Regions from separate parts of the Mus musculus genome. Here all the other regions are linked to region 1. The links are chromatin contacts, called in public HiCAR-type, HiChIP or PLAC-seq and promoter capture Hi-C maps. All regions are on one chromosome and are shown on one strand. Each heading gives the region's core, a stretch centred on a gene start, on an enhancer-like site or on the middle of the called end of the contact. The rest is flanking DNA. Distances are from core to core; before and after follow the strand shown. Region 1 holds the start of Atp5pb (ATP synthase peripheral stalk-membrane subunit b). Region 2 holds the start of Strip1 (striatin interacting protein 1). Region 3 holds the start of Slc6a17 (solute carrier family 6 (neurotransmitter transporter), member 17). Region 4 holds the start of Kcnc4 (potassium voltage gated channel, Shaw-related subfamily, member 4). Region 5 holds the start of Lamtor5 (late endosomal/lysosomal adaptor, MAPK and MTOR activator 5). Region 6 holds the start of A630076J17Rik (RIKEN cDNA A630076J17 gene). Region 7 holds the start of Rhoc (ras homolog family member C).

The links. Promoter capture Hi-C pulls out the DNA fragments that hold promoters and counts their contacts. HiCAR-type assays count read pairs that join an accessible place to other places. HiChIP or PLAC-seq counts read pairs in DNA pulled down with a chosen protein or histone mark.
Region 2: a promoter capture Hi-C map of stem cell-derived epiblast-like cells shows a contact between it and region 1, with 4 times the contacts expected there. The contact joins the promoter of Strip1 here to the promoter of Atp5pb in region 1. A contact is called at or near these places in 6 of 39 promoter capture datasets (the C10 cell line, embryonic stem cells, liver and 2 more), 1 of 484 Hi-C or Micro-C datasets (double positive thymocytes) and 1 of 115 datasets of contacts at active chromatin or transcription factors (stem cell-derived neural progenitor cells).
Region 3: a promoter capture Hi-C map of hippocampal neurons shows a contact between it and region 1, with 2.4 times the contacts expected there. The contact joins the promoter of Slc6a17 here to the promoter of Atp5pb in region 1. A contact is called at or near these places in 2 of 39 promoter capture datasets (cranial neural crest and hippocampal neurons).
Region 4: a contact with region 1 is called in an RNA polymerase II HiChIP or PLAC-seq map of embryonic stem cells, with 5 read pairs. The contact joins the promoter of Kcnc4 here to the promoter of Atp5pb in region 1. A contact is called at or near these places in 2 of 39 promoter capture datasets (embryonic stem cells and hippocampal neurons), 2 of 115 datasets of contacts at active chromatin or transcription factors (astrocytes and embryonic stem cells) and 1 of 9 other capture datasets (adipose tissue).
Region 5: a contact with region 1 is called in a HiCAR-type map of astrocytes, with 4 times the contacts expected there. The contact joins the promoter of Lamtor5 here to the promoter of Atp5pb in region 1. A contact is called at or near these places in 7 of 39 promoter capture datasets (the 3T3-L1 cell line, cranial neural crest, frontonasal cranial neural crest and 3 more), 1 of 484 Hi-C or Micro-C datasets (embryonic stem cells), 4 of 115 datasets of contacts at active chromatin or transcription factors (the NIH/3T3 cell line, astrocytes, embryonic forebrain and 1 more) and 2 of 9 other capture datasets (adipose tissue and liver).
Region 6: a contact with region 1 is called in a promoter capture Hi-C map of liver, with 2.9 times the contacts expected there. The contact joins the promoter of A630076J17Rik here to the promoter of Atp5pb in region 1. A contact is called at or near these places in 3 of 39 promoter capture datasets (hippocampal neurons and liver), 1 of 115 datasets of contacts at active chromatin or transcription factors (embryonic stem cells) and 1 of 9 other capture datasets (adipose tissue).
Region 7: a contact with region 1 is called in an H3K4me3 HiChIP or PLAC-seq map of bone marrow-derived macrophages, with 4 times the contacts expected there. The contact joins the promoter of Rhoc here to the promoter of Atp5pb in region 1. A contact is called at or near these places in 3 of 39 promoter capture datasets (the 3T3-L1 cell line, embryonic stem cells and pre-B cells) and 3 of 115 datasets of contacts at active chromatin or transcription factors (bone marrow-derived macrophages, embryonic stem cells and pancreatic cancer cells).

What each region holds. Positions count from the first base shown.
Region 1 is chr3:105,957,251-105,961,185 of GRCm38.p6, forward strand. It overlaps Atp5pb (ATP synthase peripheral stalk-membrane subunit b), which reads right to left and starts at 2,013. Exons shown (of 7, transcript NM_009725.5): 1 at 1,898-2,013; 2 at 1,612-1,648. The coding sequence starts at 1,937. Wdr77 (WD repeat domain 77) reads left to right here and starts at 2,248. Exons shown (of 10, transcript NM_027432.3): 1 at 2,248-2,448; 2 at 2,703-2,888. The coding sequence starts at 2,334.
Region 2 is chr3:107,630,071-107,634,005 of GRCm38.p6, forward strand. Strip1 (striatin interacting protein 1) reads right to left here and starts at 1,640. Exons shown (of 21, transcript NM_153563.2): 1 at 1,431-1,640. The coding sequence starts at 1,610. It overlaps Gm10961 (a long non-coding RNA gene), which reads left to right and starts at 1,531. Exons shown (of 3, transcript XR_375960.3): 1 at 1,531-1,932; 2 at 2,857-3,120.
Region 3 is chr3:107,515,883-107,519,817 of GRCm38.p6, forward strand. Slc6a17 (solute carrier family 6 (neurotransmitter transporter), member 17) reads right to left here and starts at 2,136. Exons shown (of 12, transcript NM_001293689.1): 1 at 1,724-2,136.
Region 4 is chr3:107,456,755-107,460,689 of GRCm38.p6, forward strand. Kcnc4 (potassium voltage gated channel, Shaw-related subfamily, member 4) reads right to left here and starts at 2,144. Exons shown (of 4, transcript NM_145922.3): 1 at 1,447-2,144. The coding sequence starts at 2,136.
Region 5 is chr3:107,276,945-107,280,879 of GRCm38.p6, forward strand. Lamtor5 (late endosomal/lysosomal adaptor, MAPK and MTOR activator 5) reads left to right here and starts at 1,914. Exons shown (of 4, transcript NM_026774.2): 1 at 1,914-2,169; 2 at 2,926-2,987. The coding sequence starts at 1,973.
Region 6 is chr3:107,228,356-107,232,290 of GRCm38.p6, forward strand. It overlaps A630076J17Rik (RIKEN cDNA A630076J17 gene), which reads left to right and starts at 2,259. Exons shown (of 3, transcript NM_001256174.1): 1 at 2,259-2,399. The coding sequence starts at 2,387. It overlaps Prok1 (prokineticin 1), which reads right to left. Exons shown (of 3, transcript NM_001357885.1): 3 at 3,561-3,935.
Region 7 is chr3:104,787,236-104,791,170 of GRCm38.p6, forward strand. Rhoc (ras homolog family member C) reads left to right here and starts at 1,799. Exons shown (of 5, transcript NM_007484.2): 1 at 1,799-1,848.

The DNA of each region.
Region 1 (3,935 bases), core at 763-3,262:
GAGTTTTACAGGATTTCCTATCACTGAGCTACTCTCTCAGTCCTATGTCCTCCTTCTGAGTATCACCTTATGCCTCTAAAACATCAGTGACCCCACCAAGCTTCGAAACTGAAGAACCATGGTAGAGATCCTTTCATATAAATTAGGGTTTCTCAGCTCCAACCTGATTAACATTTGGCCTGCATAGTTCTTTGCTGCAGATAGATGGCTCTTCTGTGCATGTTTAGAAGTATCCCTGTAGCTGCTGAATGGTAGCAACCAAAAACATTTTCAGACACTGTCAAATGTCACCTGGAAAATCAGCTAAAGGCTGAATCCTACTGGTTTAGATCATACCATGAGAGAATTTTTAGAACTTTTAACTACCATCTCAGTTGAAGCCTTTATTTTCATTTTCTTAAAACTATTTTAACAACTCCAAACCTGATGGCTCTTCTTGTCAAATATTCCTTAAATATAGCTCTTTCATATTACTGCCAATGCTTCTAAATCGTGATCTGACTTGAAAACTCTTCAGCAGGCTCTCCTCTGTCCACAGAAAACAAGTAACAGCACGGGCTAACCCAGCCCCTGCAAATTTTCTACATTCATCTTTCCTTAATGCCTCACCTATACTCACATCTCTCAAGCCACAAGGTGAATGACAACCAAAGAGCTTAAAGCTGAAAGACGGTCAAGAGTGCTTACTGCTCTTCACAGGACCAGATTTGGTTCCCAGAACCTATGCTGGGCTGCCCACAGCAACCTCTAACTCCAGCTGCAGATCTAATACCTTTTTCTCTGCCTCTGCAAGCACACACGCACACAAAAATAAAATTATTAAAAAAAAAAAAAAGAGTTTGACATTCTTTGGAGAAAGCAGGGCTGGCATTAACAGTACATAAAAAAAGACCCAAGACACAGATGAGGTTAATTCAGGTTTTCTTGGTTTTGCTATGTTTAGATTTTATTGCAATAGGGATATGAGCTCTGAAGGGTTTTAAGTGGGGGGAACTGCCAAGATCTCTCTGCTACATTGAGAATGGACTGTATTGGGATAAAAACAGATGTTAAGACTGAAAGCCTAGTGAAATTGTCCATTTCAGAACTGTGGGCAGCGGCTTCATGCTGTAACAATGGTAGTGAAAGTAGTCAGACTCAAAGCATCCTCACGAGTTGAGTCTTACTGACGGATTAGAGGATGGAGCTACTGTGTAGCTGTCTCTAGGACTAGGGTTGTTACTGTGATCTCCACAAAGTTATCCACTGTCACATTATGTGATCATCAACACAAGCATTTACGAAGCCATATGTGTTTTCGGCCTCCTGATATGGTTAATAAAAGATGGAAATCTGGAAGACACCCAAAACAATAGGTTTTATTTTGCTGTATTTAACCAGATCTGTCCTTGGGGGTAAGTAAGCCAGTAACTTGGTTGTGTGTCGCTGAAGGTCACAACGAGGGGTGAGCCTCTCTTTGGTGTTTGTCAGAGGAAGGAACAGGATCATGTTCAAGGCAATTAGAAGAACAAACGTCCGAATGAGTATGCAAGCTGGCTAACGTGAAGGAAAACAGCAATTTTTGGCTTGACGCTAGGAAATGGAAAGAGAATAAGACGTGGTGACACTCACCCTGGACCTAGGGCGGCCGCGTTCTTCAGACACGGGGCTGGAAATACACAAGACGGAGGTTAGCAAAGTCAAGGAGAAATCGCGTTTCTACCTTCCCGGGTGTCGGCCCTGGCATCCGTCTCTGCCGCGCCCTGAGATGCTGGGCGGCCCGGGAGCTCTCCAGATCGCTCCCGTGGGTGAGCTCGGGCCCAAACGCCGCAGTCCGTCCTCTACCCGCTTCCCGCCTCCCCGGCCTGGCTTCTTCCTAGTCACCCTGCTACGCTAACCTAGGCTCTACGTCTCTCACCCGCTGTGGCGGCAGCAGAAAGCACCACCCGGGACAGCATTGTCTGCGAAGAGCGGGACAGCGGGCTCCGTGTCCCTGTGACCCCGACCCGAGCCTGTCAGGGGCAGGAGCAAGATGGCCGCTCGCACATCTCGCGAGAAGAGATCAGCTCGCTTTTTCTCGGAAGTTCTCGGCTTTTTCCCCGCCCCCTCCCCACTATCGCGAGAAGAGGAGAAAAAATGGGTGGGGCTGAGGGAGGGAAACAAACAAAATCCCGCTGCGGGGACAGGAGACGGAAAAGCAGGCTGGAAGGGTAGACACAATTCTCGCGAGAAGTAGAGCGAATTCCCTCGGAGAGGGGCGGTTGCGCAGAGGTACACCACGTGTGCGGTCCCTCCGGCGCCGAGTCAGGGTCTCTCGTCGAGTCTGGGTCTAGGTTAGATTTGGAATCGTGGAGATGCGGAAGGACACCCCTCCTCCGCTCGTGCCCCCGGCGGCCCGCGAGTGGAACCTGCCCCCCAATGCGCCCGCATGCATGGAACGTCAATTGGAGGCTGCACGGTACCGGTCTGGTGAGCCGAGATCCCGGGGCCTGGAAGCCCCTTTACCCCCAGTCTCGGGTGCCCTCTCCCGGTGCTGACCCTCTCGAGTCCTCCCAGCGCCGTGTGGCCCTCCTCGGCCATACCTGGCGTCCTGGCCCTGCCCCAGCTCAGCTCCACAAATCCGATCTCAGATTCAGACTGGTCCCGCCACGGGGTTCTGTGAGGTTACCATAGAAACAAGGCCTTCCATCTGACACCTTATAACTTTGCTCTCCCCACCGTAGATGGTTCCCTTCTGCTCGGGGTCTCCAGCCTGAGTGGTCGCTGCTGGGTAGGTTCTCTGTGGTTTTTCAAGGATCCTAGTGCGGCCCCCAACGAAGGTTTCTGCTCTGCTGGCGTCCAGACCGAGGCTGGAGTAGCTGACCTCACTTGGGTGGGGGACAAAGGTATCCTAGTGGCTTCTGATTCAGGTGAGTGATCCCCCTCCCCTGGAATTGAAGAGTTGGGTACAGGGTAGGATGGGAAAAGGTGTTTTATTATTTAGAAGCAGGGTTGTTTACCTTATTGGCTTGGCTGTCCCAGAAACTAAGTAGACCAGGCTGGCCTTGAACTCACAGAAGTCTTCCTCTGTGCTGTAATTAAAGACGTGTGCCACCGTGCCTAGCCTCCTGTTTTCTTTTGCTGTTGTGTTTGCTATGTGCTGTGAATTGACTCACCTTGCTAGGCAACTGCTCTGTCACTGGACAGTCCTTAATCCCACCTTTCTTTGAGTGTCAGGCTGAGAAATGTAGGCTTTGGCATTAAAAAAGACAAAGAAATGAAGTTGGTAGGTGATGGAGGGTAAATGTTGGACAAGCTAGGGATGAATATAGTCAGACTACATTGTATGCGTGTATGGAGTTCTCAGAATTAAGCAGATTAAAGAAAGTCAGAATTTATATAAGTTGGTGGAAGCTGGGTATAGGTGCTGCCTGTAATCCCAGCAGCCGCAGGCAGAGCTCTGTGAGTTGGAGGCCGGCCTGTTCTCCATATCCAGTTCCAGGCCAGCCATAGGTACGTAGGGAAGTAGGGAAAACCCTGTCTCAAAGATTAAAATAGATTTATTTTGGGTCTGGAGAGATGATCCAGTGGTGATAAGTGTTAACTACTTTTTCAGAGGACCCAAGTTGGACACCCAGCACCCACATTCCACTAACAACCTTGTAACTACAGTCTTAGGGAAGCCAGTGCCATCTTTTGGCCTCCATGGGCACTGCATGCACTTGATGAATAGACATAGATGAAAGCAAAACACCTGTGCGCTTAAAATCAGAACATCTCTCTCACATACAAACATTCTTAAGTGTTAGGTAGAACATGGCAATTGAAAAGTAGAATGTTAGTGAATGAGACTGACAGTTGAAATTAGAATATTTCAAGACAGTGAGTGGCTGCTCTTCCAGAGCTCATGAGTTCACATCCCAGCAACCACATGGTGGTTTACAACCATTTGTAATTGGATCAGATGGCCTCTTCTG
Region 2 (3,935 bases), core at 390-2,889, 1.7 Mb after region 1:
CCTAAAGCACTTATTTTAAATGTATTATGTGTTTATCTGTGTGTGTATACATGTGCCCATGGAGGACAAAAGGACAGTACTGGATCCCTAGGAGCTAGTGTGCTAATAGGCAGTTGTGAGCGGCCCAACTTGGGTGCTGGGATCCTCTGAGAGAACAGCAAGTTCTCTTAACCACTGAACCATCTCTCCAGTCCACTCAAACATTTAAAAAGAGAAATTTGAAGGTGTAGTTCAATTCTCAGGGTTCTCTTCAGAAAACCTGGACAAGTCTGGTCATTAAAGGTCTTACAAACTTAACTTCCATACTCCTTCGTACTTAAGAGATCACTGAGAAGTAGCCACTGATCACCCATCATTCCACAACAAAAGGCTCCTAAAAGGTCCATCTTTTTCAAAAAAGCCACTCTAAACTCATCCTCTCAACTCTGGGCTTGTTCCTTTGTGACATAAGTTATCAGAATTTGAGCCTGCGACAACAACAAAATGTTTGGAGGGAACTGATTTCTTAGGCTTAAAGACACTATCTTTAGTATCTGGTACTAGCTGAAGCATCAAATTTGAATTTGAGGAATTCCCTCTCGGTAAGTGCCTGGCTGTTCATCACACTGGAAGTTGTCTCAGGTGGAGGAGATTGCGTAGTAAGCGCTCTGGGAATGAATGTGCTGATGAGGAAGCCCTGAAATGCTGCGACGAGACGGGTGTGTGTTCATTCATGAATTCTGCAAACGGAAGCAGTGGGAGGAATTTTAACTTGGGGCGAGGTGAATAGCTCCAGACAGCGCGGGCAAAGGGAATCGCAGCTCACTAGCAAGGAGGAGAATCCGGCGCCCTTTGTGTACTTCTGATCCCTTCACAGCTCAGCAACTGGGCTCACTGGGCATGCAAAAATACTTGGCAATGTCTGGCCGCGGTTTGATCCAGCGCTGACTAAAATTCGGAGGGAAGCCACAATGTGCTCTCTCTGCTACTCACACAACCTGGGGCCGGCCAAGCAGCACTAGAGAGAGAAGCCCTGTTCTAAGCGCCCGCTAAACTCTCCTGGGTCCCTTCGCTGCCAACTGGCGTGGCCCACCACCCTGCTAAGATCAGAGGCCGGAAAGGATGAGGGGCTAACCAGCCAGCAGACCACCGATTTTGCACCCCAGGAGGGCTGTGCCTCAGGCCACGCCCCCGGGGGCGACCGGCCATCCCCGGCTCGGGGACCTTCTTCCCCCGGCCGCAGCAGAGTTGGTGACAGGGCTCCGGGCTTTCCTCCCCGGGGCTGTGGCGGCTGCCAGCCTAGCTAACTGCACGGTTCCCGGTAAAGTGACAGCTCCCAGGGTCCCTGTCAAGCCGTCGGGAAGCCCGGCTGGGCCCGGATGCCGCCCCGGTCTCCCGGGACCCCCTCTGTCACCCGCCCGGTGCCAGCCTCGCCCCCCTGCAGCTCTGACCTCCGAGTCTTTGCGCTGGTTGCGGTTGAACTCGCGGGCTTTGCCCCCCGGCAGGAGGCCTCCGGCGGCCCTCGGCGCCCCAGGAGGAGGCTGCGCGGTGGCAGGCGGCGGAGGAGGTGGCGGCTGCGGCTGCTTGTTGTTCACAATCAGAGGGCCGGGACCGGCGGCTGCCGGCTCCATCTTGGCTGCTCCACACCCCCGGCTCAATTCGCGGACGGCCTCCCGTCAGGCAACTCTCGCGTGATTTCCTCCAGGAAATTTCCCCAATCGCCATATTCAGTGTGGCTGCGTGTGTCGAAAGCCGCAACTGCCAATCACCTCCCAAGGTCTTTCCTGGCTTTGTCATTTAGTTTCCCCTCCCTCCTTCCCGTGGAACTAAGCCGGAGACGTGCGGCTGGGCTCGCAGGAATCCCTTTAGATGTCTTTTTTATCCATGAGACTTAACACTTTAATTCGTTGTCTATCATCGCTTTGCCTGTCTTTAGAGCCCTCCCTGTTCAAGGTGAGGCAGGATGAAAGGGGAAATTAGGGAGACATCATTAAAGAAAGCAATTCCTGACTCATGGGTCTAGTTGACACGTTTTCCTAGCAAAGAATTTCTGTACAATTAACAACTGGTTGTGGCTTTTCTCTAACCTTCCAGCTGAAAAACCTCCAAGTCAGTAGGACTCTGTAAGAAACACCTTGTGCAACCCTGGGGACTCCTGGTTTTACTTATCAGATTATAACTCCATCCAAGACACCTCTGGAGCCACGTTAATAATCTCACTTATCAAAACAGGGGAAAAAGCCGGGCGTTGGTGGCGCACGCCTTTAATCCCAGCACTTGGGAGTCAGAGGCAGGCAGATTTCTGAGTTCGAGGCCAGCCTGGTTTACAAAGTGAGTTCCGGGACAGCCAGGACTATACAGAGAAACCCTGTCTTGAACTTGAAGTGAAGAGAGACAGAGAGAGAGAGAGACAGAGAAAGAGAGAGAGAGAGAGAGAGAGAGAGAGAGAGAGAGAGAGAGAGAGAGAGAGAGAGAGACTCTTGGGGGCTAAGGATAACAGTATGAAGTTGTATCTGTCCTCAAGCCACTGACAAATACTTTTAAGGATATAATAATGAACAAAAATAGGATTCTAGTCTTCGTGGAGTTTACATTCACATGGGGGAGATAAACAAATGAATAAATAAAACTGAAATTGAAAATATAACAGAGAAATCATGGGGAAATGAGGGTGTGTTTAATAATCCCTTAGAAGTGGCTCTTGCTTTTCTGCCTTCATTTTGTAGCTGTCTCGTTTACTCTGAATTACCTGCTCACATCTGTATTGACTCAAAGAGCAATCATCCAAAAATGGTGGCCTCTCACCTCATTCTCCGTCACGTCTGAGTGCCAAACACATAGGAGTAACCAAGATGGTTTTAATGTTACTTTTTACAGTGTCCTCCTCCAGAAACCTCCCTCCCCAAGAAGCAGGTACAAGACTCTTGGTCACTGGCCTCAACCCTCTAGACATCAGGAGTGGCAAAGCCTCACAGAACACAGCATCCCCGGATGACGAACAGCTCTTTCTATCATGGCCTGTGCACCCTGGAGGAGAAAGAATCAACTCCTGAGAACCAGCTTGTCCCTTAAGTAAAAAGGACTTCTACCATCTCATAGAACCAACACTGAGAGGATGATAACCAGACCACACTTGCCCAGGTCTGCTGGAATTTTCCTATCTCCCGCCCTCAATCTCAATTCTAATTCTATTTAAATCTAAAGTAAGTTTCCCCAAAGACAGATTTGGGATCAGTAAACACCTTATGTGTTTCTCTTTACAATGTTCACATCGATGAAATCTTTGTGTGTTGTTGTTCTCCTTTTCCTCCCCTTCTTCCTTCTTCCTCCTCCTCCTTCTTTCTTCTCCTCCTCCTCCCCCCACCTCTATCTCCTTCTTCATTTGTGTCTTTGTTGGGTATATTGAAGACTAGTGATGAAGCCTGAATTAGTGGAGATGCAAAAGCCAACATTTTGGCCCTAAACACATGGGTTACAGATACAGGGGTGTAGTTTGATGGAATAACTTTGTGTATGTTACTGGAATTGAAATTAAACCCTGGGCCTTATACACCAGTCTCCCCCCTCCCCCCTTTTCTCTCTTTCTTCCTTTCTTCTTTCTTTCTTTCTTTCTTTCTTTCTTTCTTTCTTTCTTTCTTTCTTTCTTTCTTTCTGTGTGTGAGAGAGACAGGGTTTCACTGTAGCCGTGGCTGTCCTGGAACTCACTCTGTAGACCAGGCTGGCCTCGAACTCAGAAATCTGCCTGCCTCTGCCTCCCGAGTGCTGGGATTAAAGGCATGTGCTACCACTCCCAGGTCACGCTCACACCCTCCGCGCCCCCCCACCCCACCCCATTTCTAAAGATAATCAGGTAAGACTAAATGTGGCCTGACTGTTTACAGAAGTGTAGCAAGAGTGGTTGCCTGTCCATGGGCTCACTTTAAGTATTTGTTGGAATTCTTCATATGAAATGTGAG
Region 3 (3,935 bases), core at 886-3,385, 1.6 Mb after region 1:
TGTTCCAGGATGCAGTGGCTTGCTCAAGGTCACCATGTTGGCACATGATGGAACATTAGGCCAAACTGTGACCACAAGCACGGGACCCCTCTGCAGCCTGGTGGTACTCACCATCCCCATGGGGACAGAGTTCAACAGGCCCTCCTTAACAGCAGGCAGACTGAGATCTACTCTGAAGACTTGGCTACCCCTACACTACCTGCAAGCTCAGGCCATTCCAGCTCACGAGTCCTGCTAAAGAACTCCAAGGAACTCACAAACAGCTGACACACGACTCTGTGTGACTCAGGCTAAGCCAACTCCAATCAGAGCTGGTGGGCACGATTCCCCTCCTGCACTGAGTCACCAAAGGCTAAGCTGCAGAAATTCTCTATTCGACTCAACCACCTACTTAGCCACAGCTGCTCCATTAGAGGAAAAGGGAACACAGGAGCTAAAACCTCTGATGGCCTTGTCCACAGCCAAGGGCAACCAGGTGTGACCTGAAAGTCCTTCTCTCCCAAGAGATGGACCTAACTTACTAGATGGTATAATGTGAGAACCGCGGGAGGTGCAAGATGTTTAAGCTCCACATAGCCCACCAAAATAGATACTAAAGTTTTGGTACCGTTTTTTATGGAGCCATTGCAGGGTTTTCTCAGTCCCTGGCAGTTTTTTTGTTAAAAGGGCAATAACAGTCTTTCTTCTTCATCCCCACTCAACCCAACCCAATCCAACCTGCTTCTTGTTCACAACTGAACTGCCTCCCATAGTAGAAATTTCCTAATTCACATGTCCCATTAAACTATTTCTAAGGAGGAAGAGAAAAGGACAGAGGGAGAGAAAGGAGGAGGGAGGGAGGGTGAAGAGAGGGAGGGAGGGAAGTTTTCAAAGAATAAAACCCACTTGACTGCTACTGGGTCCGAGTAGCCTCAAAATTGAACTTGAACACAAGATAGAGCTGTTTGGGCTTTTAAAGAGGATGAAGCATCAGGCTTCCTTCTCAGGCGGCCGCGCCCCTAGGGGAGCAGTCCTGACGTACTGCGAACATCCCTTCAGAGCCCTGTCTGCACAGGTTTAAATGTGGCGGAGGCCTCTCTCCAGACAGCTGGCCCCTCTAGACTGTGGCCCCCAGTGCACATCACCTGTCTCTGCCTTTCGGTCCCCAGATGTGCTTCCCTCCTGGGAGGAAGGGCTCTTCCACTCTAGCCCCAAATTCACTGAGGAGCAGCCCCAGGGCTGGGAATTAAATCTCGGGCGCGAACGTTCTGCTTCTCTAGCCAATGTTACCGTCAAGGTCACGGGCCCGTGGCCGAGTGTCTGAGGCTGGGGTCTCCAGCAGCGCCGGAGCCTCCCCGTGGGGCTGCGCCCTAGGCGCGCTCCAGGCGGAGGGACCCACCGAGCTGGCCTCGCTGGCTCTTCATTAGTGCTCGCCTCTTCAGCTGTCCTGTTACCTCCGGAGTTCTGGGGCATCCTGAGCTCCAGAAGCTGAAGCTCAAGTCCAACCTGTGCAGGAGCTGCCGTGCACCCTTGACGCGCCAGAACGTCGCCGCCCCGGGCCTCCGTCGCCAGGCAACGATGGCTGGAGCGGCAGGAGGAGCCCCTGAGCCAGCGCAGGTCGTGTGGACCCAGAGAAAGCGCCGCCTTGCACGCTTTCAGGCCTTTCAGGCTGAGGCGGGGCCGCGCAAGCAAAGTTGCCGTGGCTGTCCCAGGGATGCCATTCGGGGAGCAAACAGCGACTCACCTGTCCCGCGTGGGCCGTCGCGCGGACTCGGCCCCTGGATTTCCGCCGAGTGGCCGTGGTCCCGGACGGGTCGTGGGTGCACCGTCCTTCCCGAGGGCAAGGGGAGTCAGGCAGCGACAGGCCCCAGCTGGGGCTGGGGGACCTGGAGCTGCGCGCGCCGGCGCACGCGACTCAGCTGGCTTGTCGCTCCCTCCGTCGCCGTGAGTCCCAACCCTGCTCCCGCCCTCCGCTCGCTCGGGGCTCTAGGGAGCCGCCCCGGGGCTCAGATCCCGCCGCGGAGGGAGCGCGTGGCTGCGAAGGCCCCGGCCGAGTGCCGTCGTCCCCGTGCCCGGTCCGCGTCGGCTCTGCGGAGCGGAACGGAGCTGGGCGGAGCGCGGCGCGCGCTGTTCCCTCGCTTTCCGAAAGGCCACCCTGGCGGCGGGGCGCCGTGACGCAGGCTTGACTCACGCGCGGGCCCGCGTCAATGCGAGGCTCCCCGGCTGCGTGCGAGGCTCTGATGGCGGACCCAAACAGAGTGGTGGGTAGGGAGCAGGAGAGGGGTTGCCGAAAGAAGCCTCTTGAGATCCGAAGGCTCTCTTTAGGCATCTGCTCTCAGGAAAATAAACTGCCATGGCCAAAGGCCTCCTGAGCCGAGGACCTCACCTGTCATTACAGACTCACCTTCTTTTGACCCTCTCAGGATTCCAGTCCCACTCAGTGGTTATTCTTTCCATCTCTACGTGGATGGTGCCTCGATTCCCACCTTTGGCTGCCCCTTCCCCCTGGCATTCTTCCATCCTATCACCCCACAAGGCCAACCTCTACACAACTCAAAAACCTGACAGATGAGTCTAGTGAGGGCAGTAAGAGAGAGGGAAATTGTGACTGGGTACCAAACAGGTGTTGAAGGATGCTGGCCCCAAGGGATACGTAGACAAAATGAGGAAAGGCAGCCATTGTGGAGGGAATGTATTTATTTGCTCAGGGTGAATGCAAAAGTGTAGACTATGTGCATACAAGTGGTTGCCTGAGCAGAAACAGCTGGCGAATGACAAAAAGTGACAGGGCCTGTCTGGCTAGAAGTGCTGTTCGGGAGTCTGAAATAATTGTCTCTGCTCTAGAGGACCTTTGGTATTTCCAAACAAGTACCTGTTTGGAAGGGGTGGAGGAAGTGAGATCATGATGGAGACCAGAAGCAAGTACTGGGATAGTCTGTACTTCAGTCTAACTAGCTGGCTGGCCACCGATTTATGGATGATGACTGAAGACACAGAAGCCCAGGGGCCAGAAACAAAGCACATGTATTGCAAGTGAAATGATTCAGATTCGGATCAGTTTCTCAAGTCCTGTGGGAGGGCTTCAAGTTTAGGGAAGCCTAAATGTTTTATAGTGGACTCTAAGAAAACTCACAGGTGATTTGCCCCTACAGAATTTTTATCATAATGAACAGCAAACAACACTTCCCTCCACCTTCTCTGTTCTCTGAAGCAGATCGCTATGCAAAGATCCACCAGTTTACTGTGCAAAGATCCTCCAGTCCTTACTGGAACAAAAAAAAAACATCAGTTCCTTGGCCCGTGAGACATCTGGACATGAAAGATACCCATTGAGAATGATCTCTGCCAATAGATGGTTCTTTTAGTTAACAAGTATTTAGCAAGTCTATTGTTTGCTGAGCACTGTTGCAGTCCTATGGATGTTACAGGGAAGACCCATCATGATCCCTGCCCTCACAGAACATATGTTCTGGTGGACTTAACCAGGAAATCAGCAGGATGGAGGTACACCGAAGGAAGAAGTGAGTAATGTAAGAGGTGTGGAGGAGGTGAACAAACCCAGTGAGACAACTGAGATGCAGAGAGGGGGCGAGAGGAAGGAGAACCTCAGATAAAGGTGGTTTTAAGGAAAGGAGTTTTAGAGTTTGTGTAATGATTGCAAAGAACTTTTGAGCCCAGTGAGCCTAAGTTTTTTTAATCTAGATTGTCATCACTTACATACCCTGAGTAGGATTTATAACCTAATGAGCCTAACGGTGCATACTGTAAGAAAATGCAATCCTATACAGTTGCTGTTATGATCACATAAGATGATTATTTTAAATTATTTGATGTCACATGTGCTTGATAAATGGCAATTATTGGGTGACTGTATTGTCACTAAACTAAACAAAAAAACAAAAACAAAAACAAAACACCTAGGAAGAAGAAATTTGGGGAAGAAGGTAAGTATATAT
Region 4 (3,935 bases), core at 894-3,393, 1.5 Mb after region 1:
TCCTAGCTGATTTTAGGATGACAAAGCCACAAAACAAAGCAGCGGAGATAGACAGGGGCTTGGAAATCAGACTTACAGTGGCTACCTCAAGCCCTCGTCCTGCAGGGAACCTCTTGCTAAGACCTCTACCCCCTTTCTCTTCCAGGTAGGAGATGCATTACCTTGGCTTGGTATTTACACCAGACTAACCCATCCCTTTAGCTGCAATCTTCAACACTGAGCTCTCCCCTGGGTAGGAAGTGGAACTTTTCCTCCCATGATTAGGGTGAGGACCAGCCCATGGGGTGTTAAAGAGAGGTAGTGAGAAAGGCTTTGAGACTCATTAGCATGACAACTTGGGGTGCCAAAGGAATCAATCAATCCAGCCTCGGCTTCCAGAAGCATACCCCAGACACAGCAAACACACTGAGCATACCCCAGACACAGCAAACACACTGCTTTTCTCTTTTTCTTTTTTTCCTTGTCTCCCAGACAGGTTTTAGGTGAAGGCTATGAGATTAGATACCAACCTCCAGGCTTTTCTATTTTTAAAGTCTAAAGCCTTCTTCGGGGTTTTAGCTGCCAGGGGAGAATGAAGTGAGTGAATAGATACATACCTTTCTAGGGCCCCCTCCTACCTTCAGGACACACACTAGGTCTTGTCTAAATCAACCTGTTTCCCCTGCTCTGCACACGTTCATCTCCAGTGTAACCTGAACCAGGGCTTTCTGGGAAGCCACTTTGTGCTGCAGCAGAAACAAAAGAGCAGTGACAAATCTGGTATCATCACCAGGAAGCTTGTGGCCGGCCACTGTCCTGGGATCCTAAAGTGGGAGGCTTTTCCTGTCTACTTCTCTCTCCTGTCAGCAGCAGCCAGGCTGTGACTGAGGTACAGAAAGCCTTGGGACATGGCCTGCTCCTAGGAGAAAATGCCCTCTCTCAGGAGAGGGGGCCTGTGTTCTGGGGAATCTCTGTCCTTTATGAGACAGGTATTCTAGAAACTATGCCCCCCCCCCCTTTTCTGAAATCCATAGGCGCCTGCATACAGAGCTGCTGGCAGGATAGAAACAGGTTAAGTGTCCTACATAATCCACGGTTCCTTCTCTTGATCCGGCCTCACCCCTGAAAAAGGCCAAGTTTAAGCTCTCCAGGACTTTGTGGTCCTGTGGAGGGCAATTGTGCTGATCAAAAAGGAGTGAGAAATGCTCAAGTTGAAGGCTTGCCACTCACTGAGGGGCATGTGCCAGAGCAGACAGCTCGGATCAGGTCCAAGTAGTAAGTTAAGTGTGTGCAATTTCCTGATGGAGCATGCAGGAGACCAAGGAGGGTGGGTGTTAGGAGGCAGGTAGTTATCGTCTGCCAGGTACGTCAGTCTCCTTCCAACCCCCTCCCCATCTGACCTACCAACACTAACACCAAGAAACCCTTGGGCACGGAGATGGGGAGATCCTGGCTTCTGCCACTCACCCTGGCCGCCCGGGATGAGTAGGGATCCTCGAAGAGCGCCCACATTCGGGGCTGCCAGCCACGGCACCCTCCGGACCCAGCACCAGGGCCAGAGCCTCCTTCATGGGGGCCCAGGCGCTGCAAGGCCAACTCCCGCTCATCGTCGCCAGCCTCGTCGCCTGGCCCTGCGCCACCCCCGCCCCCGTCCGGGCTCTCGAAGATGTCCAGTGCCTCCTCAGCATCGCGGTGCTGCCGGTAGGTCATCCAGCAGCAGGGTTCCACATCTGTTTCATCGATACCCCAGAAGGTGAGCTCTTCCTCAAAGAGAGGCCCACAGACGTCTGCGGGGCAATGCAGCTTGCCCGTACGGTAGTAGTTGAGCACATAGGCAAAAACACCCGGGTGCCGATCAAAGAAGAACTCACAGCCCCCGCCGCCGCCGCCGCCGCCGCTGCTGCCGCTGCTGCCTGCACCGCCGCCATCCGACTCTGGCCGACCCCCGCCGTCGGGATCCGCCAACCAGGCAAGGCGGGTGCCCGGTAGGGTGCGCAGGGTGCTGCGGTAGGTCTCATGTCGCGTGCCGCCCACGTTGATGATGATCTTCTCCGACGCCTCGCCCTTGGCCATCTCCTCCTTCAGACATGTTTTGGACGGAGGCTTGTTCCCCGACTTGCGCCCGCGGTAGGAGGAGACACACACCGAGCTGATCATAAGAAGCGCTGCGGGGCTCCGGCTTGGGGCGGCCGCTGCCCTCCAAACACCCTTCCCAAGGAGGCAGCGTCAGAACGGGGAGGGGGAGGAGACGACAAGGAGGAGGTGGAGGAGGAGGAGGAGGCAGGAGGTGGTAGCGGCCCCTTCTGCGGAGTGGCTCTGCCCCTGCCTCCCCCCCAACCCCCCCGGGGCGCGGAGCAGGAAGAGTTGGCTTTCTGTGGTGCACAGGTGGTTGGGATTTAGGCAGGCAGAACCTAGTGGAGGCAGGAGGTGAAGACCTGGGTCGAGGACTCAAACCAAAGGGTCCGGGGTCCCAGGAGGTAGGGGCAAGCACAAGGATGCTCTGGGCCGGGGACACGCCCCCCCGACCCCAGAAAGGCAGAGAAGCGCACAGTCCCAGAGCACTGCGAGGGTCCGCGGCGCGCGCGCTCACACTCACACGGGCCACCCTTTGGCTCCTAGAACGCGGCGAGCCCGAAGGCGGCAGGGTTTCTCCGGGCGGCGGCAGCGGCGGAGGCAGCAGCGTAACAGCAACAAGTCCTCGGAGCGGCTACCGGGGCCGGGCGGATGCTCCTACGGTAGCCAGAGCTCTGCGGGGCCGGGCAGTGTGCGGTCAACTCGAGGCGGCGGTGGCGGGCATGTGGCCCGTTCCCCCCATTCATAAATCCAGCGCGGAGCACCGATGGCGGGCGGGGTTGAGTCGAGCGAGACGGACCAGCGGGTGGGGGTTGCTCAGGACCAGGCGGCAGGAAAACAAGCGCGCCCGCAGCAGCGAGCCTGGGTCCTGCGTCCGTGGCCGGGAGCTGCGCCGGGCTGGATGCAGCGCTGCGGGGGCCGCGCCGGGACGAGGGGGGGTTCAGACGGGGCGTCCTGCGCGGCGCAGAGCCTGGAGGGCGGGGCTGCTCTGAAGAGCCAGGCACCGGGTGCTGGCGGAGTGTCCCGGGCGGTGGCCGAATGGCCAAGGACACCTGCAGGCTTCCTGGGCCGCGCCAAGAGGGAGCCTCAGCGCAGCGCCCCGGCGCCGGGTTCCTGAGATCTGGCGCCGCCGGGAGCCGCGCCATCTGCGCGTCTGCCCATCTCCGGGCGGGGCGCCGGCCTTGGCTCCCTGCTAGGGGCGGGCGCGAGGTGGTCTAGGGAAGGGAGCGCCTGGGCGCCAGAGGAATGGGGCTCAAAGGGCTCTGCGACTCCCTCCCGCGATGACAGAGGATGCGACGCTCCAAGTGGCGCCTTTTCCTCTCGGCCTCGCCTGACCAGGGCGCACCCTCCGCGGGGCGGGGTGGGCGCGGCGCTGCGAGGCGCAAGGCCGACCTGGGGCGTTGCGGAGCTCGGGCAGCAGAGCTCAGCCTTCATCCGCGCATCCCAGCCCAGCGGAGGCGCGTAACCCGCTAGCAGCCAGTGCCCAGCGTCGCGCGCCGCCCCTGCGCGCCTCCGCTTCCATCCCCTCTCGGCCCCACTCCCCGCCTCTCCGTAGCCCTCAGCTCCACCCACTGCAGCCCTTGGTGACACCTGAGCGCTCCCGACCCCTGACCTCTAACCTCTCTCTCTTCCTGTCTGTTTCTCTGCACCTCCTCACGCAGAGTCTAACCTGTGTATCCCTTACAGCTAAGCTGGTTGTATTGTTGCAGTTTCACTGTTTCATTGTGGCTGACTGGAAGCCAGGGTGGAATAGAATGGCAAGACTACATCAAGGAAGAGCCTCCTTCTCTCCTCCTCCAGAAACCTGGTCAGACCACCATGGCCCCATCCTGCGTCTTGGATGCTCTCGATCTTGATATTTATGATCTCTGACATATTCACCA
Region 5 (3,935 bases), core at 664-3,163, 1.3 Mb after region 1:
AGGCAGGAGAATCACATGTTAGAGATAACCCTGCACTGTAAAGTTAAAAAGTAATAATAATTCTGCGAGCTTCATTTTAACAATATGGTGAATGGTGAGCGGGTGGCTAAGCCTTGGCCTCTTCTATTATGGGCACCAGATCAAAAAACAGACTGAGTAAATGCCAGAGATCAGATTGCTAGAGGAAGCTAAGTGCAAGGCACGCTACACAGGAAGGGGTAGAGATGAGCCATGGACACACCCTTGTTTTCATAAACCCTTCTTCATGTAAATAATATATATACATATATATATTTTTCTTGAAAATGACCATAACTTTTGACCAAACAATTCTATTTCTAGTAATTAACCATGAAGAAAAAATTTAAATGCACAATATTGGGCTAAAGAATATTCAACCAGCACAGAACCTGGTACCACCAGGACAGAGGGTAGGGAGGGGACACAAGAGCAACTTAATTGGTCACTAATGAACAGTAAGTTCACTTTAGGTGTAGCTATGATAACAAAGTTGGTGTGTTTTGCAACTATTACAAACAAAGTAAATAAAAACTTACTGTCCTGAAAAGGTATTTATAATAAATTCTGTGAAGAATCCCTGCTACATAATTCAGAATTGTATATATAGTATGTATATTGATTTTGCTTTTAAAAAACATTTCTCTACAGAGTGAGTTCCAGGACAGCCAGGGCTACACAGAGAAACCCTGTCTCGAAAAACAAAAAAAAAAAAAAAACAAAAAACAAAAAACAAAAAAAATTCAAATAATACATTTGCAAAGATAGCCATATGGAAAAGATAGTCTCCAAAATATCCTTATCAAACTATCATCTCTTCACAGTAGGACTATGAGTGGTTAGTTTATTCTAAAGTTTTTAAACCCAGGCATGTTGGTGTAATCCCAGCACTTGGGAAGTAAAAGCAGAGAGATCAATACTTCAAGGCCAGCCTCGGACACACTGCAAATTTGAGGGCAATGAGGGGTATATGAGATACTGTCTCTAAAACAGAAAAGGGAATAAAAATTTTAAAGCTCAGTTATTTTAAAGTAATAATACACGGTCTTCACTAACACCTAAAACTTAAACCTAATTTCTTCCCCCTAAAACTTCCCATGACCTAGCTATTAGAAGTATCAATGCAAATTAAATATGGCACATGGCAGTAAATCACAGGACAAAGGTGGGAGAATTCGAGGCCAACCTACGAGAACAAAGAAGGTACCAATGTTAAGATTCTGACACTTTCCCAGCACGCAGTTTGGGGTTTCAACGTGTGCCATCTCTTCCTTTAGTCCCGTGTGTGCACCCCTCCCCATCGGCCCTGTGTGATAGGTTACTTCTCCTCCGATGTTGGTGAAATGAATCAATTTAAACCAGAGTAGATGATGTTAAAGGCAGGTTTATTGGGAAGCTGCCAGCCGGTGGGTGAGTTCACTGGCCCCAAGGACCAAGGCCAGCGAAGTTTCCTGGGAAAGGAAGGAAGAAAGAGAGAAGGGGGAATGTGTGCAGAGAGAGAAAAGGAGAAGGAGACCAAAATGTCTGGATTCTATAGAAAGGAGCCCTATAGAAAGGGAAGGGCAGCCCAGCCCCTGGGCTGGAAAGTTCAGGGTTGGGGGCAAGGTATGCCAGGTGGGAACTGAGGGATGCAGAACCTGGAGGCCAGTTCTGCTTTGATAGGTAAAGTATACACCTCAGCCTCTTGACCTAGGGTCAGAAACTGAGCACTGTCTTCTTAGCGATTGGCCTATTGCATAGATGAGACCATGCCAGACCTGCTGGTTACTTTAAAATTTAAACCAGGTCTACGTCTGGTTAGGACTGGAAATTGCTTGAACCAAATCCAAAGGTTAAAAATCACTAAGTCCAAGTGCTAGGTCAGGAAAAGGCCCTGAGGCCCGACTACAGATTGCTTTGAAGGCCCAGCACCCCCAATCGAAAGCCAGCCATCACTGGTCCTGTGGTAGTAGCTATGCCTTTTCGTAAAGAGCGCGGACGCGGCGCCGCGCTGAATTTCGTCCCTCTGGAGACGCCGTCCAGGCGCCCGCCTCGGTCAAGTCACGTGATCGAGGTTTGCGGTGAAGGAGGAAGTGTTTTGCTGCGGGGTCCTGGCCTGGGGCGGACAGCCTGCGGGATGGAGGCGACTTTGGAGCAGCATTTGGAGGACACGTGAGTAGTGCGTGCGGCCGGTCCTGGGCTCCGGACAGGGGAGCTGGAATGGGACAGCGGCATGGACCGCGAGTGTCTGCGGAAGCGTTTGGGGCACTCGGGGCGGCGAGCGGGTGACTTCTGCCTACGGCCGGGCCGCTCGTTACTGGGTAGTAAAGTTTCGTTAGGCGTGTTCGCAGAATCGAGTAGCTCTTGAGAAGTTTGGGAAACGGATTAAGTTTGGGGAAGGATGCCCCGGGTGTGCTAAATCGAGCCCCCGCAGTGCCAAAGCACTTTCACGCACATCTTCCCGCGTTTGTGGCCCGTCAGTTGCTCAGCGCTTGTGAAGTAAATATATCCGTAAAGTTTTTCAGCTATCTCTGTAAAATTTAAAATTGGGAGGTGTAAAGTGGCTTACAAGAAGACACCTCCTCCTTGAGCTTCTTAATCCCCTCCAGGAGCAATTCCCGTTACTGAGATTTAACAGTTGTCTTCAGGAGTTGCAGTCCTAGAGCATGCTTCTATACCAAGGACAGAGCCCTAAAGATAACTGCCTTGTTTGTGTCTTTGTGAAGCAGAGGTGCCTGAGAAAATGGTTTGGGTTTTGTTTTGTTTATTTAAACAACTCACAGTTTGTCCTCTGAAAGGGGGCGAAAAAATTTAAGGGCTGATTTGAAGTGCTTAATACTCGGTGCATAGAAAATCTGTTTTACTACAGTAATTTGAAATATTTTCTTCACATCATCTGGTTCATCTTTCTTGTGCTCCCAAAATTAGAATGAAGAATCCATCCATTGTTGGAGTCCTATGCACAGATTCACAAGGACTTAATCTGGGCTGTAAGTGTCTCCTACCAGCCTCCCTTTGAAGTTCTGAGAGCCTTAACTTACACTGCTACTATTTTCTAGCTTTTATTCCTGTTACCTTTAGGGCATAGAGACTATCTCCAAGTAAGAGTAGATGGTTGAAGCCTTTCAGTTGCATTTTAAAGGCAGAAATGTTCCTCCCAGTTCTACAACTGTTCCTACTAAAATGGTTTTGAATAAATTTTAAGTGGTCTAGAAAAGGGCTTTAGATAAGGACATCTTTACTGAATGCATTCCCTGTGCAGGCACAGTCAGGCTACACTATTTCCTTAATTGCCTCAATAACCCTGAAAATGGATGATGCTGGCTGCTAGTCCAGCCACTCTCAACAGTAAGTTATTGTCAGTAAAAATAGGGATTTCCTAGTTAGACACGTCTGACTTCAACCCCATTCTCCGATGCTGTCTGCTAGCAACATGAGTGCCGAACAGAAGGAGCCTCTTGGGGCTTCAGTTTCTTCATTGGGTTATTTTATTTCATACATACATTATGTGTGTGTTGTCTTAAGACATTTTTTTTTAAAAACTTATTCTACGTGGCCCTGGCTGTCCTGGAACAAACTTTGTAGACCATGCTGGCCTGTAACTCACAGAGATCTGCCTGCCTCTATCCCTTGAATGCTGGGAACAAAGGTGTGCATCACCATGCCCAGCCAGGCACTATTCTTAGTGTTTTCATTATAAAACGTACATAACCCCCCTTCCTGCCCCCCCCCCCCCACCAAAGCCCTTTATGGTCAAGAAATTTAGCAAGCTTAAAAGTACCTTGCCCAGGGTCAAACACCTAATGAATGGTTGAGATAGGATGTTTTTAAAGCTGGCTCCAAAGCTTAAAACACCCAGTACAGAACCAAGATGTGTTTGTGTGGTGTTCAATAAATTGTAGCAATTACAGATAAGGAACTAAGTCCAGAAAGGTAAA
Region 6 (3,935 bases), core at 1,009-3,508, 1.3 Mb after region 1:
TGGGCCATCAAACACCAGAGAATCTGACATCAGACTACACCTATTGCCTTCTGTTAGATCCTTACCTGAAGATGTTCAATAACCCCATGTCAGTGAAAAAAACTGCTCACCACCACCTACTTACATCAATTAAGGAGTGTTTTTTCCTAAGATGTATATGTGTTTAAAATATCAAATATTTAATCTCTAACAACATTAATTGATAACAATGTTTGTTTCCCTCCTAATGTTGTAGCTGATATCTGGTGTAAGTACTTTGAAGCTAATGTTTGCTGCCCTGTGGGAATTGAAAACAGCCTTGATTACAATCATCACCCTGAACTGAATGGACAGACCCCATGGGGCACTGCACAGCTTGGAGGGGGTGGCCACAAGAAGTACTGGATGGGATGGGTCTATCTGGGACAAAGTCTAAAACATTAAAGCAAAACAGAAGTTCAGATGTGATATTGCCCACTGTAATTCCAGCACTTGTGATGTAGAGGCAGGAGGGTCAGAAGTTCAAGGTCATTGTTGACTACACAGTGAGTTTAAGGAAAACCTGGGGCACATGGTGAGTTTGAGGCTAGCCTGTGCTACATGAGCTCAAGCATCAACGTCTCAAACACCAAGGAGGAGGAAGGAACACGCCCCATTCTTCCTGTCTTCTTTACTACCCTGGTACTTCTTGTGGTGCTCGAATGTTGTGCGATTATACAGGGACGCACACATGAATATGCATGCAAAGACCTGGGTATCAAAGTTGCTTTCCATCTTGTTTATTCTCTCTCTGTCTCTGTCTCTTTCTCTCTCTGTCTCTTTCTCTCTCTGTCTCTGTCTCTCTGTGTCTGTGTGTGTATGTGTGTGTGTGTGTGTCTGTGTCTGTGTGTCTGTGTGGTGTGTGCACTATTGTGTTCATGGAAGTCTGAGAACGACTTTCAGGGGTTGATTCTCTTCCAACCATCCTGTGGGATCCAAGGTGTAAACTCAAGCTATCAGACATGCATTCACACGCCTCTACTCATTGACCTGTCCCGCCAGGCCTCCGCTTTGTTTACAAAGCAGGATTTCTCACTCTTACCTGGAGCTTGCTGATTCAGCTTGGCTGACTGGCCAGCTAGCTAGCCCCAAGGGTCAGCCTGCCTCTGCATCCCCACCACTGAGGCCATAGGCATTCATCGTCACACCCAGCTGCTGTGGTTGTGTTTTGGGTTTTGTTTTTTTGTTTTTTTTTTTGGTTTTGTTTTTGTTTTTGTTTTTTAACATGGGAATCAAAATCTTGTCCCGCTTGCCCAGTCCAGGTAGACAAGACAAGCTAGGCTGGCAGCCATGATGATACTTGTTCAATATGAAGTCCACACTCTACATAGACTGGAGGGTTAGCTAATGGGAGCTACCTCTCTTTGCAAAGCAGTGTTAATTTTTCGTTATTTGTTGAATTAGTTTCCTCCAATGGTTGGGTTGACTGACAGGCTGAGGTGGGGCTTCTAAGAAGGTAAAAGGTACAGAAGTCTCATGTGGGAGTCATAGCTAGAGAGCTGGCGAGGGGCCAGAAAAATGCAAATGAATCCTGCTGGTAACCCCAGAATCCACCCTGTGCCCCTTGACATAGCTGGAAGCTGCCAGGGAGGCCTATGCCAGGGAATGTATGCTCCTGATACAGTTATTCTGCCCAGAGTCTGGGGAAAGCCAGGGCAGACCAGAGTCCACTGTGCAGACAGCTCTGTGCTAAGATCCCAGACAGAGCAAACACTGTACCTCACTCACGATCGATGCCTCTCAGTTTAACAGGGTCTCAGGGAGATACGGTTAGTGTGTTTTTCTTTCTAATCACAGCTGTTATCAGGCTCCGCCTCTAGGAACCTGTGTGTGAACTTGAACTTGGCAAGGAATGAACATTGACTGAACACACAGGGGTTTCTTGCTGTTAAGTTACTATTTGGGGCCTTTGAAAGGCATCCAGAAAGCTTTTCTTCCCAGATGTTTGGTTTTCCCAACTAAGGAGAGGCGTCCAAGCTCTGAAGTTTGGTAAGGGGTGTGGCACAAAAGCCCCCAGAGGCTGGGCCAAGGAGCTGAAAGCTGACTCTTTGTGATGCCTTCATAAGGATGAAAGATGAGTAGCTGACCACCCCCGTGACACTTCCACAGGGCAGATGATATCCTGAGCACTTCCCATTCGCTAACACTTAATCTTCACTGCCACCCCAAGAAGCAGATGATGATGATGGTGATGATGCTGGTGCCATTAATAAAGGGGGAACTTGAAACACAGAAAGTTCAGTAAACCGACCAAAGTCCCAAGCTAGGAAGCAGCTGGTGCTGGCTGTGATGCTAAGCTCTGGACAGCCTGCCCCTTGTCAGGAATCAGACATGCAGACTACAGCAGCTTGCACTGTGAGCAAAGGAAATGACAGCTGCAGGTATGTCTGTTTATTTAACCTTTGGACTTTGCTTTTGTGACAGAATTTCAGAGGCTCCTGAAGCATGCTCACAGCTCCTTATCCTTCAATGCATCTCCCTGCCTAGGCAGCCAGCTATAGTAGTCACACTTGTAATCCCAGCATTTGAGAGGCAGAGGCAGGAGGATTGCTGTAAGTTTGAGACCCATCTGGACTACATAATGAGTTCCAGGATGTCCAAGGGTACCTGATAAGATGAGATGAGAAAGAGAGAGTGGTGGGGGGGAAGGGAGGGTGACTGAGACACACAGAGAAAGCGAGGGGGGAGGGAGAGAGCGAGGACTTTAAGGGAAATGGATATTGAGTCTCATGCCCTGTGTGACATGGGCCACATGATCTTCCCAAGACCCAAGCGCTTTGCTATTCTCAGCTAGGCAGGAGAGCTAGGGGAGGTTGAAGCAGTGCTAGCCACATGGAGTGGGAACATATGGTGCTTTCTTTACAGATGTTGAAGGTAAAGTCATATGGGGGAGCTCATGCTTACCCATCTGAAATTCGTTGCCTCCGTGGTCTAGTGGCTGTGGGCTTCTGGAGCTAAACAGCCCCAGCTGGGGAGCAGACAGTGAGGGTGTGCTTCATATATCACAGCCTCGCTCCTGCCTAGTGCTCACCATGCATGACAAGATCCTAACAGGGGTACAACCAGCTCAGAGATACAGGCAGGACTAGGTGTCCATTAACTCTATATTAGATTCTCTGCTCCTGCCAAGGTGGGCAGGGCAGTGCCCTCCAGGGAAGGGAAAAACAATCCTCGAGTTCATTTAAAGACACCACAGTCACAACAGACTGGCACCCCATCCTGGCCACTTGGGTGCTACTAATCCCATGTATAATCAGAACTTCCATTCAAGGAGTTGTTGCCCGAGGTTGAAAATTGAATATCCCAAGTATGCAAGAGAAGAGACAACAACAACCCTGGAATTCACAGGACCCCTCAGTGGATAGCAAAATCTGAGGATGTTCAGGTCCCTTATAGAAAGCATCGTGGGATCACACGGACCTGTGCTCATCGTCTCACACGCTTTAACTCTTCCGAGGTTACTTATAAAACTGAACACAGTGCCGTGCCCCACGGCCATATGTGTGGTGTTCAGAGAATAATAAGAACAAGCTCAACGCATGTTCAATGCAGATGCACTTTTTAATATTTTGATCCACAGTTGGTGGAATTCCCATGAAGAGCCCCAGGGTCCGGAGGGCTGACTATATGCGGTTTGGGTCACGTGACGCTATATGTAGCTTTAGTTAATAAGGTATCCATTCTCCTCGCCCTCCTGTTTGAAGGGAAGTCAAGCCACTTCGCAGCACCCAGCGCACCCATTCCCCACAGGAGACTCTGAGGGTCTTCTTGCCGCACCGCACCCAGTCCTTCCTTCAGGATCCTGAAGTCGGGGGAGGGGGAAGACACTTTTGCTAACCTTCCTCTTTTCAACTTTGTGTATTTTAACACTTTCAAAATAGCTGCATTGTGGTGTAATCCATATAGCACACCATTTG
Region 7 (3,935 bases), core at 549-3,048, 1.2 Mb before region 1:
AGTCTGAGTGTTTTGACCCCCAAACACTAACTTCTTTGAGCCTCCACGCCTCATTAAACTGTAGATAACAATAATGCCTCGTAAGAACTAAACATGGTATGGGTGGGGAAGGACAAGGTTCACATAATAAAGCTTCAAGAACTGTTAGCTATGTTCGACTGTCTGTTCTTCATTTAGACTGTAAGTTTGTTTGCTTATTTTTATCTATGTTTTGTTCAAGATAGGGTTTCTTTGTGTAGCCTTGGCTGTCCTAGAATTAGCTAAGTAGTTTTGGGACACTAGGGTGGCCTCAAACTCATAGAGATCCTCCTGCTTTGGTCTCTCAAGAGCTGGGATTAAAGGCATGCACCACCACTGCTGGGCTAGACTATACGTTATCTGAAGGCAGAGTTTCATGGTTAGTACATAGTTTTCAGTTCACATTCAACCAATGTTTACTGAATGAATTCAGAGGCCTGGTGGACAAAACACCCTTCACCTCAGTTATATGATTTATCAAATGTATGGTCCATGCTTCCAATCCTGAGTGAGTGTCTACGTATGTTGTCTGCCTGGATTTGAGACAGCTTCACTCCACAGCCTATGTTGGCCTGGAATTTGTGGTAACTCTGCCCCCTCGGGAGTGCTGAGATGACAGGCATGAACCACCCGGCCAGCTGCACCTGCAGTAGACTCCATATGACATACATTTATTCTGGGAAATACTTGTTGAAACCTATGACGAGCAGAGTTTGGTTGAATGGTACAGAGGGCAGGTAGGAGGGGGAGCATGGCAGGCAGCAGGCAGCCAGCACCTGCCTGGGTGCCTCACAGGCCTGCTTGTAAATTTGACTGATTTAGTTTTTGTAGCCCAGGATGGCCTGGAATTAACTCATAGAGATCCATCTGCCTTTGCTTCTTGTGTGTCATCGTGGCTCACCTCACTGGAAATTCCTGCTGTCACAAATAGTGAGAAACCACTTCTCTGGGCTTCATTTTCTTTACAGGCAAAAGGGAACGGGTATGGGTGAACTTATTCCAGAGTTAGAGACCTGTGTGTTTAAAGTATCCAGCACTAGTAAATAAAGCATTGGTAGATTTCCTTATACACCCATTTCTTTGGCTCTTTATAAGGAAGGAGATACAGGATCAGGTAAGTAACACCTCAGATTGGGATCAACAGCACAACAATACAATAGGAGTGTGAGGTCAGTTTCCAGCTGAGGACACGGCAGCACTTCCAGGAGTGTGCTCTTAACAGGACGTCGGGAAATTCCCAGCGAAGGAAGGAAGGGACTTTTAAGGCGATGGTGGCTGGGGACTGCAGATCACAAAAGGTCTCCAGGGCTCTGGATAGCGTCACGTTGCACTTACTGCAGTGATTCCTGGATAAGAGAGTGGGCAGCTTCTGTATAACCCATCCCCTCGGTCACGGGTAGGGTGTAGGAAATACTGGAGCTTCGAGGTCTGGATGGCCACGCGAGGGCAGCAGTGGCCCTCGCTGACCCCACCCTGGAAGCCGCTCAACTTTCCCGAAGCTGGTCCGCCCCCCACGGGTTGGAAGTGGGGCAGAGGCCGAGTTATCCGGGGTCCCACCCGCCCGCTCACCACCCAGCAATCCAGACATCTCCGGGCACAGTTCCTCCAGCTCCAGCCAGCCCTACGCCCCTTGCCGGGTCCTCAGCCGGGGTGACCTGCGGCCGCCCGGGGCCGGGAGCGGAGGCGGGCCAAGCTAAGGGCCGCCCCCGTCGACCCCCCCCCCCTTCCCTTGATGGACCCGCCCCAGAGCGGTGCTGGAGAGTGGGGCGGGGCCCGGGTCAGTCTCAGCCTCCGGCACTGGCCGCGCAGCTGGAGGCGGTGGAGCCCAAGGTACCGGGGCCCCAGCTGGTGGGTGGCGAGGCGTCGTGGGAACTGACCTCGGAGGAGAGCACTTTCCCGATTCCCGGATCGCTCCGGGAGCGGCTTGGGGGGCGGGGGGTGTTCCGGGCCAGGCAAGAGAGAGCGCCCCAAGCTGTGGGCCAGGCGCTCTAGCCTTCCAAGCTCTCGAACCAGAGCCCAGAGTCCTTCCCTTTCTGAGTCTTTCCTTTCTGGACCTCCCTAGCTGGGCCAGGGACACACTTAGATCTCCGTGAGCGACTCAACCCAGACGCTCCAGTTCCGGGCAGGGAGTAAGAAACAGGGCCTCAGGCTGGCTAGGGGTGGGAGTTCTGGCCTGGGATGGGGAATGGCGGGAATAGGGATGGGATGTGACCACTGGAGGCTGCTACTGCTTGGCGGGTCTGGACGCCGCCCTAGACGGGTTTTGGAGCTGATCTGAGCTGAGAGGTTGAGAAGACTAGGAAAGATCCCGCTCCTGTGTTGTGTATATGTGTCTGAGAGTGAAGGGGGGTGGGGAAGAACAAAACACCCCAATCCCCAACTCTTCCTCGTACCCTCTTGGGAAGTTAGGGAGTGTTAGGGAATTGGGCTGAAAGCTGGAGTCCAGCTCTTCCTTGACTTCTGGCTTTAAAGTTAAGGAAAAGGTGTTGCCCGAAGAGTGATTCCTCGCCTAGATCTCGGGGGGAGCAGAGTACAAAGGCCTGTTGGATCACCTGGGAAATCAAGAGAATAAGGAAGGCTAGTGGCTTGTCCTAGGGAAGGTCCCAGAAGTTCCAGACCCCTCTCCCGGCCCTGGGTGAAGTTTTCGTTGTCTCTCTTAGGGTTAGTGGGGCAGTTCCGCTGGAGCCGCCTTTCACAGGGAGTGTTAGCCAGGCCATCCATGCCATGTTGGCCTTCGGCCTAATGTCCCGGCTTGGCCTGAGTCCCCAATTATTCTGGCCTAAGCAGAGCCTAGATGCAAAGTCTTCGGAGCTGGAGGCTCTAACACAGCCACGAAGTTCCGGCCTCTGCCTCCCACCATCAGATGCTCAGCCGCCTTGCTGCTGTGGGACAGCCGGGGCTCACGCATGGGGATGTGACTAGTGTTTAAGTGTCCTAGGGATCACGCTCCATCCACACTGCCCACCCTGGCTTGGGGCTGTCCCCGCCAGCCTGTGTACAGCTAGACTGGTTGAATTAATGGGAGTAGGTGGGGAAGTTGGAGGAAATCCTGTGGGTTACCTGGATATACCTCTCAGACCTCATTTTTGAAGGAGATATGCAGCATAGCGAATGCCTTCTTCCCAGTCTTTCGGGGGTACCAGGGAAAGCCCCTTGAGATGGGGGGTGGTAAGTGTGGCTGTGCATACGCAACTCCTATAAATTCTCTGTGACTCATGTCCTCTTTCCTCACATCCCAGTTTTGTGTGTGTGTGTGTGTGTGTGTGTGTGTGTAGGTGTAGGGGAGGGAGGAACCACCCAGGCGCCTGATGCTGAAAAGAATCAGCCTGGGGCTGGAGTACTCTGCTTCCTAAAAGGCAGGCACAGGCCAGGGTTTGAGGTGGTTTGTAGGGAGCTAAGAGTTGAGCAGAGCCAGACAGGATGTGGGACTGAAAGGCAAAGCCAAGTTTGGGGCTGAGCTCAGGTTACTGTGCCCTTCTTAACTGCTCCCTGCCTGGTCAAAAGCTTAGACTGATCCTCACTAGTCCTTTCTTTGGAGGCTCCTCCCAGCCCAGGCTCTGGTTCCCTCCCCCACAGCCTTCGCTTCATCTCTACTCTGTCTGGCATGATCCTTGCCAGGCTGTGTAGGTCTGGAGACCTCACTGACCCGGTCAGCTCCCTGTGGTCTGAACTGCTCGTTCACGTGTGCTGGGGTGTAGGACACATATAAACTCTGAGAAGCTGACTCCTTCCTTATCTTGAGTCACAGGGAGGTGTCTGCTGGGCCTAAGGGTCAGCTGGTCACAAGGAGGAAGGGGCTGTTCCAGAGAGTGGGTGGAGGTGATTCCCGAGTGGGTTTAGCTCCGTCACAGCAATGCTGTGATAGATGTGTGGCTCCCCACAGTGTGGTCATTGTCCCCTGTCAGGGGCTGAGTGAC